Linked DNA regions of Mus musculus: regions 1 and 3 are each linked to region 2. A link is a contact called in public Hi-C and promoter capture Hi-C data. All regions are on one chromosome and are shown on one strand. The core of a region is the stretch at or near the end of the contact, and the rest is flanking DNA. Distances in the headings are between cores, read along the strand shown.

Evidence for each region. Promoter capture Hi-C pulls out the DNA fragments that hold promoters and counts their contacts. Hi-C and Micro-C count contacts between places; a contact is called where the count stands out from the background.
Region 1: a contact with region 2 is called in a promoter capture Hi-C map of neural stem cells. The contact joins the promoter of Cftr here to the promoter of Wnt2 in region 2. A contact is called at or near these places in 1 of 39 promoter capture datasets (neural stem cells) and 1 of 9 other capture datasets (pancreatic islet).
Region 3: a Hi-C map of cortical neurons shows a contact between it and region 2, with 2.7 times the contacts expected there. The contact joins the enhancer-like site here to the promoter of Wnt2 in region 2. A contact is called at or near these places in 2 of 39 promoter capture datasets (both in the 3T3-L1 cell line) and 4 of 484 Hi-C or Micro-C datasets (cerebral cortex, cortical neurons and forebrain).

What each region holds. Positions count from the first base shown.
Region 1 is chr6:18,168,973-18,173,378 of GRCm38.p6, forward strand. It overlaps Cftr (cystic fibrosis transmembrane conductance regulator), which reads left to right and starts at 1,715. Exons shown (of 27, transcript NM_021050.2): 1 at 1,715-1,904. The coding sequence starts at 1,852. RefSeq lists promoters at 730-1,866, 1,633-1,866 and silencers at 996-1,366, 1,916-2,156.
Region 2 is chr6:18,028,183-18,032,841 of GRCm38.p6, forward strand. It overlaps Wnt2 (wingless-type MMTV integration site family, member 2), which reads right to left and starts at 2,263. Exons shown (of 5, transcript NM_023653.5): 1 at 2,023-2,263. The coding sequence starts at 2,105.
Region 3 is chr6:17,857,083-17,861,948 of GRCm38.p6, forward strand. All of the region lies in intron 9 of St7 (suppression of tumorigenicity 7), which reads left to right. Among named protein-coding and RNA genes, the nearest start is that of Gm52894, 18 kb to the left of the region's middle. Within about 2 kb of position 2,634, at least 8 of the 459 cell types and tissues checked have an H3K27ac peak or open chromatin away from gene starts, as enhancers often do. A contact at or near this core is called in cortical neurons, where this site is marked.

The DNA of each region.
Region 1 (4,406 bases), core at 465-2,964, 140 kb after region 2:
GACTAATTTCCTAAGTTCTGCTGAGTCCCGGAACCAAGATGGCGACAGATTTTGGTTTTTCAAGACGTAGTTTCTTTGTGTTGCCATGGTTGTCCTGGAATTTGCTCTGTAGACCAGACTGGCCTCGAACTCAGAGATCTGCTTGCCTATGACTCCTGAGTGTTGAGTTCTGGGATTGAAAATGTGCGTCACCACTGCCGGGATAGAAAGAACGTTCAATTTTCAATAAAGAAAAAAAAAATTCAACTCTATTTTAACTTGCTTTGGCAAAACAGGGTTTAGATATTTAAGTGTTGACTCTTTACAACCCAGCAGGGTTTTGTGTTGGACACACATTTCTCACACCAAAAACCTTGGAAGGAAGGTGCACAGCTTGGGAAACTTCCAAAGCCTCCAGGGAGCTAAAGACTCAGGTTTTTCTCTCTGTGAGCTTGAGTGACTAGGACACTTTTGCTTCAGTGACTCAGAGGCCCTTTTAGTGTCTCAGTCAAGATATTTTGCTTAGCAGACTAGGGAAAGGAAAGGAGGGTCATTTAGTTTAGACTGTCCACCTGTTGTTTTTTAGCACACACACATGAAATACCACACTGCACACTGAGCAGGGCCCGGAGGTAAAGGGCCCTCTTTGCTCTCTTTGTCCTTGAGGACTTTGGCTGTAATTATGACACAGCAGGGCATTGTGACATATATGTACGACACACATGTACCTCATAAGGGAAAGTAGTAGCTTCCCTTTCCTTGGTAGGACCTTTGCTGTAATTATGACATATCAGGGAATTGTGACATATGTGTATGACACACATATACCTCATAGGTATTTGTGCCACTATGGCTACTCTAGAGCCTTCAGTCAACAGAGCTTAGGTCTTGTCCAGCTCTTGAAGGGCTTACTGAGGTGGACACCTCAGAGTACTGTGGAACTTGCTGCTTCCTGAGTGTTCTTTGATACAAAAGAGCCACATTTTCATCTCCTTTTCAAAATGGATCTTGAAAAGTTATCTGTAACTAAGCCAGGAGCTAAGGAGACAGGAGAAAGAGGGAGTGAAAGAGAAGAAAAACGAGGAGAGAGGAGTGAAAGGGAAAGAGGAAGGGGAAGAAAAGAGGAAGAAAGAGAGGAAAGAGGAGAGCGAAATGAAGGAGAAAGAGATGAAGGTGGAGGAGGAAGAGGAAGAGATGAAGAGGAAAGAGATGAAGGCAGGGGAGGAATGGGAAGAAAAGAGAGAGGAACAGACGGGGGAGAAAGAGATAAAGGAGAAAGAGGAGAAGAGGAAGGGGGAGAGGACGAGGGAGAGGGAAAGGGAGAAGGAAGAGAAAGGTTCCAGGAAGCCAAGGAGATCAGTGAGTGGTCTTTATTTCCACGAAAAAAGGGTTCTAAGTCCCGCAGATTGGCCACGGTTTACCCGGGCCCAGGGTCGGGCCCGCAGTCTGAGCCGGTGTTGCTGTGGCTGCCTGAAGGTAGGCACGCGGGGGGATCTGGAGGGCGGGCGCTAAGGCCGAGGGCCAGGGAAAAGGTGGCGCCGGCGGGCGGGCGGGCGGGCGCGGGGCGCGCTGGAGGAAGGAGCGCAAGGAGCGCGCGGGGCGGGCGCGGGCGCGGGGCGTGGAGAGCAGCGACTGTGAGGCTGGGCTAGGCAGCGCTGGCTTTAACCTGGGCGGCGGAGGCGTGGGGAAGAAGGCTGAGGAAGGGGAGGTGTGTGGGACCCGAGTGGGTGGGGGGAATTGGAAGCAAATGACATCACCTCAGGTCTGAGTAAAAGGGACGAGCCAAAAGCATTGACCTGGTCCTGGATATCCAGATGTCGAGTCCAACCTGAATTTAGCCGAACACAGACCTCATTGCCTCACGGAGACATCATGCAGAAGTCGCCTTTGGAGAAAGCCAGCTTTATCTCCAAACTCTTCTTCAGGTGAGAGGGTACTCAGCGGATCTTTGCACGGACACATGTGCCTATGCAGGAGAAGGGAATGAATATGGGCAGACTTTGGGAAAACAGGAAGAGATTTTTGTTGTGTTTGTTTTGTTTTAAAAGGTGTGTTGTCATTCAGTGCTTTAAAGGAAATAAGCATTTTTGTACAATAAAATGAAGCTGATTGAATAGAGAACAAAATATACTTGCAACTGTGAATCAGACTTGCAACAGCCAAATATGCTACGGAGCAATAGATATATATTTTTTTAATTTCCTGAAAAAAGTTATACTTCATAAGTGTACTTAATAGAACATTCCTAAGATTGGTCTGTTATTTTCTCCAAGAAAAGCTGACCGCAAGTGCAGTGCCTGTGTAATAGGTGCTCTGAAAACATTTGTTGACTGAATTTTTTTAAAAGTCCAGGAATTATATTGTATTTACTTTTTGCCGTTGTAATATTGAGTAAGTCTAACATGCTCATCACAGTTACATTATTCTTTTTAAAAATGAGCAAGTCAGTTAAAATATCTAACTTTAAAAAGAAATAATATAAGCAATGCATTAAAAAAGTGAGTTACCATGGGGATATGAAACTAGAGTTTTAGCCACTGAAGCTATATTCAATTGACAATTAGGACATTGTTCTCTTATCCTACATTGTCAAAAAACCAAACCCTCAATCTAATAGGATTTTTAAATTAGAATTTAAGTTGGAAGACCTAGGCAAGAATTAAGCGCTTTGTATTTGAAGTGCTCCGTGGAGCTTCGTCTGCTCTGATCCTGTAGTGTGAATGAATGAAAAGAGCAGCGCTCATGGGTCCTCAGCTGACTCACCCCCCCCCCCCCACACACACACCAATGAGTCAGCACACTGAAGTATCATAAGTGTCGAATATGTTCTCAACCTGCCCTATGCTGTGGGTAGGGGGCAAGGCTCAGCCTTAGTCTTCCTGATGTTCCTTTTTCAGCCGGTCTAGAGCTCAAGGCTGAGGAAAGACAAGTGCTTCTGCAGGAGAGCTCCCCCCGGTGGTTGGGAGAGAAGGAAGGGCTTTCTTCTTTAGAATGAATATTTGTGGTGCCTTTTGTTACTTCATCTATAAATCTAGCTTATCGGTCTGGATCTATTTTCTTATTACTTACAAAATCAGAATGTCACTTGACATACATGTGAGGCTTTTATGAAAGCCTATTGAGGAACCTAAATGTCAATGTGTCTGTAAAGGCAAGTTTTCAGGAGAATGAATATCTCTTGTGTGGTTTTCCCACTAAGTAGTAAGAAACTTCAAAATTTTTCACTTATCAAAGTGTTTCAAAAATTTCCCGTTTTTATAACCCACCTAATAAATTGTAGTGTGCTTTACAAATGTTCTTAGGCTGATTTGGAAAGGAAATGTATTATAATGGCTGTGAAATTTGTTAAGAACATACTCATTTCTGCCCTCCAAATGATTTCATAATCAGTTGCTTTAAGAATAGGTGTGTTTTTAAGAGTTTAGTTCCTACTATTTATAGGAACTGACATTTAGCTAAGTACTAGTCAGTGATTATAAACTTCCTTCTGGACTTTAATTTTCAAAGAGTAAAACCCTTTTCTCCACTGGACTAGGCAGTGCCGCCTAGTGACCAGGGCAGTGGGCCCTGGATTCCCATGGCCTGGACTCAGGCTGCAGATCTACTGCTTAGTAGGCAAGCCCTTTGGTGTCTCTGCATGACTTCAGTGCTACAACTTGGAGTCTGTCAGTGTGACACATAATGTAATGGGTTAGTCTGTTGAGGAATATATGCTGTGCTTTGAGGACATGTTAGCTGCCCTTACTGTTGTTTACATGTTTACATTCCTCGAAGTGCTGGGATCCTCACTGTAAAGGACAGTGAGTTTATTTCTGCTGGGTGCACTTTTGTGACTATAGCCTGTATCTATGCCATTTGCTTGAGAAGTTAGCATAGGGGATAGATAGCCTCACGTAGCATGGGCTTGTTAGATACTTAGATGAAAGCCATGCTCTTACATCAGATCTCCTTCAGTGCCTTAGAATTTAACCTATCCCATCAAGCTTAGGGTTATAAAAGACTCCTAAAAGCTGACTTCTATGTGTCTACTATTATGGTCTTGGTTTTGGATTATATTAATTAACATTTTAATTATTTAGATTATGTTACTGAGAAACCAAAACAAGTTTAATAATAATTTAAGTACTTTTTATTTTTTTAAGTTTTCAGTAAGTAAAAAAATGGAAAGACATTGGAATTGGTCTAACACAGAAGATAATTTTACCATGAAAATTTCAAGTAATTTTTTTTACTTTCATGGAAAATAAATGCATTAACTTGAAGGTGTAATGATAACATTTATGAAATAAGTTGTTTCAAAACAAGTGGTGATATATTTATACAGAATTTATGATTGACATATTAGTGGAATTAATTCCTAAAAACCTTTGATTTGTAGAAATGTTTGAACTTTACACTTTCATAGAGATTTAAGAAAAAAGATTATG
Region 2 (4,659 bases), core at 1,013-3,512:
GTTAACAGACAGGCCAGACGTGATGCTCCCTGGGAGACTAGCCCTGCAGCACTATTTGAGGATGAATTGCTTATTCCCTGGTAACATTAAAAGGCAGGGGTTATTTGATTGTCATTCAGTGAAGAAACAGGCAAGGGGAGCACGGCCAATGACGGGGTCAAAGCTACCCTCCAATACAGTGGATGATTATCTCCCAGAGCTGGGGCCACCAAATGAAGCCTTGGACAGGGAGGCAGAGGCAGTAGCATTGTGAAGATGGGGGCTTGAAGGGGGTGGGGCAACACATCTCTCTGTGTTAGGGAGAACACAGAGAGAATTTCAAAGACGTTGCCATATGTCTGTCTTTGGCTTTGGGGGAAGCTGATCTTTAGAAGTTCCTCACTCCCATTTGTTGATCCTAAATGTCTTCAAAACCTGCCAGCATGTATCCTCTTAGCACCTGCTGGGATCTAATGCTACAGTCTTCTTACAAACATAATATCTTTTCCATATTAAAAAAAAAATCCTCAAAATGGTTTCCTTTTCTGGCTCTTTTTTTTTTGGCATTTATAGAAACTTTTGGGGAGAAAATATCTTTTCTATTGTTATCACCAGCACTAAATATTTGAAAAAAAATCAGCATTATAGCTCCATAAAGTATTTTTTGAAAAGAAACTTTAACAAAAAAAATCACATTATCATCTCTAGGCAGATGTTCTCCATTCGTGGTGAGAGGTTTAGAAAGGCACCTTTTATACAACCCAAGTTGCCATAGGTATCTTTTGAAAGTGGCCAAATAAGGAATATATCTTTTTTTTGCATTCCCATTATTTTATATAATCATAAAATCATTGCAGCTGTGACTCAAAAAAATATATTTAAGTGACAGCTGAGAGACAGTGTGACAAAATGCCCAGCGGTAAATAATGTTTATACACACATGGAAACAGAAATAATCATTTTATTGAAAAAAATGATCAGTCTGATAAATCAGTCTTTGATCCTGTGTCAGCAAGGTGAAGCCTAAAGGCCTTCATGTTCAAAGATCTTAGAAAGGAGCTGACCCCCCACCCCCTCTTACCATCAGTGCTTCCCTGTTCCTCTCAGGCATTCTGGAATCTAAATAGTCCATTGATTTTGTCCTGTACTGTATTTGGTTAAGATCCTTACCGTTGTCAAACACAAAAGCACGCGCGCGCGAGCGTGTGTGTATGTGTGTGTGTGTGTGTGGCCAATCTTTCTGAATTGTTATCAGAATACTTTAATATCTGATCTGGAACTTTATGTACAAGAAAGTTTCAGAGCTCAGAACTCCATCTCTTTTCCAGGTCAGAAAGTTGAGAGATGGAGGCGATTTCTAGATTGGCAGAGTGTACGCATAGTAAATCACATATCCGCCTATTGAGACAGCAGCAGTTACACTTTAGGGAGACAGTTTTGAGCAGGGTAGCATAATGGGCACCTCAGTCCCAGTAGTTTTGCATCTAGGCAATAGTCTCTACCTGGAGGCTGCTTCACTAGGGTGAAGCACGAGGAATGCGGAAGGCCAGGAAAGAATACAAAATCACAGGCTTAAGGTTCTACAACTCCAACAGCCTGGACTGAGCTCTCTTGAGGCAGTTTTTGAAGTCGTGGGTGTGGGGGGAGGCAGTTGTAGTTTTCAAGGTGAATTCACACACACACACACACACACACACACACACACACACACACACACTGCTAGAAGTTACAGCTCAGGCTAGCACATTTCTCAGTGGAATAAGGTATTGGCTGCTTTTGCTGTCACTCAGCTGGCTCCAAACAAGCGAACATTAAATCCCTCATTTGTGGGGCATGTGAATTGTTTTGGAGTTGTCAAAGCTAAAATGGGTTTTTGAGAAAAGCAAAGGGGTTCAGCTTAGGATGCTGTGCTAAGACATGGTTGTTTCAGAATCCACAACTGCCGGGACTGGGAATCAGCCAGGGAGGGTCTCTACGACCAGTAGGGTCCCCACTCCCATCTCCAAAAATCCATCAGCACCGCGCCCATATGCGGGGACTTACCACCATGAAGAGCTGACCTCAGGGGTGAGCCAGGTCAAGAGCAGAGGGAGCCAGAGCCAGATTCCACCGAGAGGGACGTTCATATTAACCCCCTTGCGTCTACATCAGGTCAGACTCCGTGTGCGGGCGCCATGCGTGCCCGGAGCAGAAGCGCTCAGCTCCGGGAGCGCCTCGTCACGGCTGCCGGCGCCTCTGCGCCCCCGCCCCCCCGCCGCTCGCGTCTGCGGCTAGTGGTGAGACTCACTGATAAAGTTTCAAAAGACGAGCCCAGCGAGCGATAAAGGGCAGCCCGGGGCCGCCTCGCCCACAGCCAATTCCCCAAGCACTGCGAGCGCAGGCAGCCCCGAGCTCTGCTTGCCTCCCGCGCACCCTGTCCTTTCCGTTCCCCTCCAGGCGCAGCTAAAGAAGGGGGCGCCTACGCCGGGCGGGGGCGTAGGGGGCACTGGGTTTTATTGAGGAGTGGAAGAAACGATGGCAAGAGCTATCTCCGGGTGAGGAGGGGCAGAGGAGGTGAACAAACCTCGGAGTGGCCCGGAGCAACATAGAGGCAAAAGCACCTTTTGGGAAGTTCCTAGCCAATGATACACAGTATGTTAGGGCCACCACCAGAACCTAGGCTCCACTTTGTCAAGGCTAAGAGTTTCTGCTAAACTGAGGTTCGAGCAAGATCGTGTGTAAGGGATGGGAGGGGTGAGGAGATAATTGCCCATAGGATAAAAGAAAACAAAAATGATTTCCAACTCATTGCTTTGAGCACTGGGAGATAGATACTCATGGGAATTGGGACCTGCCATGTCTGACCACCCAGTGTCTGACCAGGTTGAGAAGGAAAGCCTAGGCCCCGAAAATGAAGACCTATGGCCCCGATCCTGTGTGCCATACATGAAGGGAGTAGGGGAGAGGGGCTGGGACCCAGGAGATCTCAAGCAACAGTTTCAGTCTAAGCGCCCTTGGGAAGATGTGGCTTTTACGCACACACAGCTCCTCCTTATGCTGTTGAGGGAGTGCAATAGATGACAGAGGGGCTCCTAGGCAGCCAGGTATCTATCTGCTCCCTGGCTTGGACTGCATCTCTCCAGGCAGGGTGTCCAACCTGTGCGTCTGGCTGAAGTACAGTGAAAATACAGTGACGCGGGACCTCGGACCTGGGTCCCTACAGAGTAGAGATGGGGCTTGGGCCCAAGGGTGGAGCATCTTGAACAGCAACTGGCTTGAAGCCTTGTGGTTTATCACCGGAAAGGACAGACCAGGAACTTACAGCGACCTTGAACTGTTCCATTGCTCTTTTCCTGGGGCGGGGGCCCCACCGCCACCACCACTACCCAGGAGCGTGCCCGGGGGAATGGGGAGTATGAAGGGGTTGTATGGTCATTGTATATCGAGCAGGCACGCGGATAGGAAGGATAACGGTACTCCCCACCCCATCCGCATCTTCCACCTCTTGGGCCAGGATTCGCCAGAACGTCAGCTATGGCCCAGCACCGAGCAAGCAAGCGGTGAGAGGCTGGACGAGGCACAGCCCACAGATGCCAAAAACCTGAAAGATGCTGTCATCGCCACCCCCTTCCCCCTCTCTGTCCATGGCAGGTCCGGCCCCTCCCAGGCTGACCCAGATACATCCCCTTTTGGGTCCGGAAAGGGAGGAGAGGGAAACAAGCACCGCGCCACCCACGACTCGGGAAGAGCAGGGCTCCGCGCCAGAGCTGCTCCATATCACTGGGCTGCGACCCAGGGGAAGTTCTGCTTCGTCTTCGCTGGGCGAGGGAGGGGGTGAGCTAGGCTCTGAGAAGGAGCGCGCGCTGACTGGGGAGGGCCGGGATCGCTCCCAACAGCATTACCTCCTGCACCTCAATTTATGGTCACCAGCTTCTTCCCGAAGGAAGCAGAGGAAAGAGCTAAAATTTATCTTCACCCGCTGCCGCCATTCTAAGTTTGTTGAAGTCCTGAAGTTTCACTTCTAGCAGTAACTGAAACCAGGCACTAGATGCGATTTTAGGGGAAGGTAGACAGGTTACAGGCTTCAACCGTGGACAATGAAAACTTTGAAACTCCAGCTCACAAGTCCCACCCGTTCCAGCACGTCCTGTCCTCACAGCTCAAGGGCTGTTAGAAACACATAGAGTGTGACCATAGTTTAGGATCCCTTCCTCTCCGCCCAGGGAATTATATGGCCAGGAGACCTGCCCTTCCGTGGATGGTGAGGCCAATGGAATGACCTAAACCTGAAACAGGCCTCCTAGAAAAGGGATGGACCATTCTTAGAGCCAATTAAATCCTCCCCAAAGAGCTTCACGAGGAAGCGCCACATGCCTTGCTGAGTACAGATCAGTTTTGGTCAAAGGCAAAAGGCTAAAAAAGTTCAAGAAAGGCTAAACCCAGATGTGCAAAAAGGCCCACCCAAACACCCCTTCTGACCTGTCTGGAGGCAGTCTGAACCAGATGACTGGTCTCTTCCAGATCTGTGATTCCACTTCTCTCCCTACTCCACCCCTAGCCACTGATGACCCATTACATAGTCCCATACAGCATCTCTTCCCACTGAGAGGCTCCCGCCTCGGGTCTCTTAAGCATCTAGTCGCTTAAATGCCCTTGGACAGGTAGTTGGAAAATGTTCACGGCAAGCAGGAGGAAAGGCGA
Region 3 (4,866 bases), core at 1,384-3,883, 170 kb before region 2:
TTTTTTTTTTTTTTTTTATCACTATTGCTCTGTAGTAAAGCTTTAGGTCAGGCATGGTGATTCCACCAGAGGTTCTTTTATCCTTGAGAAGAGTTTTTGCTATCCTAGGTTTTTTGTTATTCCAGATGAATTTGCAGATTGTTCTTTCTAATTCGTTGAAGAATTGAGTTGGAATTTTGATGGGGATTGCATTGAATCTGTAGATTGCTTTTGGCAAGATAGCCATTTTTACAATGTTGATCCTGCCAATCCATGAGCATGGGAGATCTTTCCATCTTCTGAGATCTTCTTTAATTTCTTTCTTCAGAGACTTGAAGTTCTTATCATACAGATCTTTCACTTCCTTAGTTAGAGTCACGCCAAGGTATTTTATACTATTTGTGACTATTGAGAAGGGTGTTGTTTCCCTAATTTATGTCTCAGCCTGTTTATTCTTTGTGTAGAGAAAGGCCAGAAACTTAGAATACACAAGATATAAGTTACAATTTGCAAAACACATGCAACTCAAGAAGAACGAAGACCAAAGTGTGGATACTTTGCCCCTTTTTAGAATTGGGAACAAAACACCCATGGAAGGAGTTACAGAGACAAAGTTTGGAGCTGAGACAAAAGGATGGACCATCTAGAGACTGCCATATCCAGGGATCCATCCCATAATCAGCCTCCAAATGCTGACACCATTGCATACACTAGCAAGCTTTTGCTGATGGGACCCTGATATAGCTGTCTCTAGTGAGACTATGCCGGGGCCTAGCAAACACAGAAGTGAATGCTCACAGTCAGCTATTGGATGGATCACAGGGCCCCCAATGGAGGAGCTAGAGAAAATACCCAAGGAGCTGAAGGGATCTGCAACCCTATGGGTGGAACAACGTTTTGAACTAACCAGTACCCTGGAGCTCTTGACTCTAGCTGCATATGTATCAAAAGATGGCCTAGTTGGCCATCACTGGAAAGAGAGGCCCATTGGACTTGCAAACTTTATATGCCCCAGTACAGAGGAAGGCCAGAGCCAAAAAGGGGGAGTGGGTGGGTAGGGGAGTGGGGGGTGGGCATGGGGGACTTTTGGGATAGCATTGGAAATGTAAATGAGGAAAATACCTAATAAAAAAAAAGAAAGAAAGCGATATGAGCTCACCCAGGATGAAATTCTTTTAATTGAAGAGAAAATTTAAAACATATTCATTATATCACATAAGAGCTAACTTTAAGAAAAGGAGGTTTCTGAGGAGACATAAATTGTTCTTAAAACTTTTCAGCTTCTAGAAGTTTCATCACCTTATACAACAAAGAAACTCTACCAGTTTCTGTGGCTGAACAGAGCTGGGACCTTAACAAAGGATGGAGTGAGAGAGTGTTTCTTTCTCCATCTTAACATCATCCAGTCATATTAATCCTTTACCTTTGTTCTTATTGTCACTGCCATCATCTCCTCCTCCTCTTCTTCCTCCTCCTCTTCTTCCTTCTCCTCCTCCCCTTCCTTCTGCTTATCTCTTATTCTTACCCTTAATTAACCTGGAGCAGGTATAATACACAGAGGAACATCTTAAAATGTACTTAGTCATTTCCATAGCAAAAGCAAATTCTAGCTATTTTAATTCAATAGTTTCCCTTGGTCTTTTTCTGCTTATTTTCTTATGCTTAAAATCAATATATCCACCATGTATATAGTATGGTTGTCTTTTGGCTCAATATTACTTACGATCTACAATTCTACTTACTGATCAAGCCCAAATATAAGTTTAGAGAGGAAGTCTAGGATGCAGGGGGAGAGACACTAGCAAGCAGTCAAGAGGCATGGCTCTGCCTTTGCCATGCCCTGGACTCAAGGAAGCTCAATTTTTTCTGTGGGTTCCTCACTTAAACTTCCATTTGCAGGGAATAATGCTTCCCACCATTAGGAAACCTCTGCTTGGTGAGGAGATTCATTAAACAAGGCAAGCACACTTGGCATGCAATTTGCATGCTTATAGTTTCTTCATATTTTCCATTACTTAAGTTATGCAGATGATTTTCTTGCCAGTTGTCTTGAAGGACATCTTGAGATAATTCCAATTTTATTTTTAAATTAAAACTTAAGCATTCATTTTTAGAAATTGTCATAGAACTATGCATATTTGCTAGGTAGAGCATGACATTTCATGCCTTCACTGTTTGCTAAATAGATTAGAGAAATTGATCCGTCATTACATCAAATCAATTTCGTTTTCTCAAGTGAATAAGTCAATCAAATAATCTATTTTGGGTTCTATTTACATATCTCTATATATCTACATATTATATGAATATTTATTTGCATATACATAGGTATGACTTTTATATTACAGATCAAAACAATCTTTCATTTCTTAAAATACCAATACACATCACCTCAGAGGCTATGGAGTATCCATCAATAGAATCTCTGACCATATTCGTATGAGGAGCAGTGCCAGTCTTGGGATAGATATGCTTTAAAGGGGAATATTGAAAGTGATGTTTCAGAAACTTCATAAGTGCCCTAGCATGCCATACAGAACACAGAGGTTGATGCCTCTCCTTTTGTTAACGCTGCTGGGCTGTAGCACAGGGTTGTCCCAGGCTGACTTGCCTCACTCCACTTGGATGAGTGAGTCATACTTCTTCAAGAGGTAACTGCTTTAACAGCATGTGTATAAACTGTCTCTCCAGAACATTTCCTCTGAGAGAATAGCACACTGGGTTCCAGGAAGCCTTCTGATAAAGGCAGGAGGATCTACTAATTCAATGAGACATAACTATCTATTCTCCATATGCATGAGTTTAAATTTTCCTTGAGCAGATTTTAAAGTGGAATGGCAGAGTTAGACTGCCATCTACATTGGAAGCAGGACCATTTAAAGAAGTTTTTCTGGAGAAGCCTTAAGGAGCACAAACTGTTACCTTGCTGTGCTCTCATTGAAAGAACAACAGGATTTCTGGGAAGGTAGCTAAAGAGAATTCCTTTTGTTTCCATGACTCAAGATTATATAATTGTTCAAATAAAACAGTGGATTTTTGTCATGAAATACTGATGAAGTAAATGTACATTTGACCCTCCCTTGTCAAGATTAATAACGTCTCCATCCTTAGAACAACATGTTAACTACTTCAGTTTCAGGGTTTTTGTTTTGTTTCGTTTTGTTTGTTTCGTTTTGTTTTATTAGAGCATTAGCTCCGTTTACATAGAACTCTTTTGCAAATAATCATATAGGAGCGCCTTAGTGCAAAAGGCGTGTTTTGGAAGTCGGTAGAGCCAAGGGACCATGTTGGCCATGGAGCTTTGCTGCAATGTGGTGACTATTCAGAATGAATGGAGTTGCACATTCTCCAGTCTTAAATGCAAGGGAAAGCCATTGTCTTGGTTCTTATCATTGGTGTTTGGTATGCAACACTGCTTTGTCTTTTTCTTTCTCCTTGTAACAGCTATGTATTTGTCTTACCTTGGTCCTATTTGAATGTATTTGAAATGGAATTCACAAGGCAGATGTCTTCTTACTCCTTAGTCATACTTCTCAAGTTATATATATGAATAAACCATAAAGATGGACTAGTCTGTCTCTCCAACAGAACCTAAAAGCTTCTGTGATCATCTGTTCAGAGCAGGTTTTGCAGATCTCAGCTCTGTGAACATTCTGAGTCATATATTCATCTGTTATGAGAAGCTGTCCTGTAGGATGAGGCAGACTGGCCTGTGTATTGTAGCGACCTATGTCCCATCAGTCTTCAGTTGTCTACAGACATTCCCAAATACACTAGGTTGCAGTGGTGATATTAATAGTGGAGAATCATTTCTCGTTAAGGAGTACCAGACTAGAGCTCCTGCAACTAAGGAGATCTGTTTCTGCAAAGACTTTATGTATGCTTCATTTGTAGCCTGAACTCTTTTTGGGCACAGGTCTCCAGAGTACCCCTAGACTTTACTAGCTTTGGCTGCAGGGCTGCTTTGCCCAGATGGAATTTTGTGGGGTATCAAGGGTAGGAAGAATAACCTAAGCTGGACCTTTTGCTGATGTCCAGGTAAAAGACCAGTGAAGAGTAGTGGCCGTCTTTGCTTCTTGTGCTGCCTTCAGATCAGTGTTTGTCGTCTTTCCCAGAGTCTGGAGCCCTTCTAAAATGCCACGTGTTTGGCCTGCTCTCTGTAGTTTTCCTTAAGTCTCAGCCATTTCCTTCAATTGTTGTATTTTACTGTTTCTACAGTATTACTTTTCTTTTTGTTTCCTGTCCTCCCAGTTGACACAGATGTCATAGCCTTCGGAAACATGTCCTCAATTTTAGAAAACCATTCTGTGTTAGTGTCTAGTCACAGCGACAAATACGTGAGATAGGAAAAGAGAGTAAAATTTTTGCTGACTCACAGTTTTAAAGGTGTCAGTTCAGATTCACATGGCTGCATGGTTTCTGGGTCGTGCTTAAGGCAATTCATTATGGTAGAAGGATATACCCAAGTTTTGGCAGTCAGGAAGAAGAGGAGGATGGGTGAAGGCCAGGGTTAAGATAGAGCCTTCAAAAGCATACAGTGAATGATCCAGTCTGCCTTAACTGCCACAGTTTCCACCATTTCCCAATAATCCATTCAGTTATACATTGAATTATGCATGTATGAATCCATTGACTATACCAAAGCCCTCATGATCCATTCACTTCCCCAGTAACCCCCACCAACGAATGTTGTGTTGGTGGCTAGGCCTTCAACATGTGAGTAGAAGAGGTATTTTATGTCTATCTCATGATATTCTTCCACTCACTGTTCTTAACATCAAAAGATTTCATCTTCCCAATTAGCCAATCCTGGGTGACAACATTTAGTCTCAGAGTCTTAAGTACCATCTAACTACTGACCAACAATTTTGTGCTGTTCACTGTGTT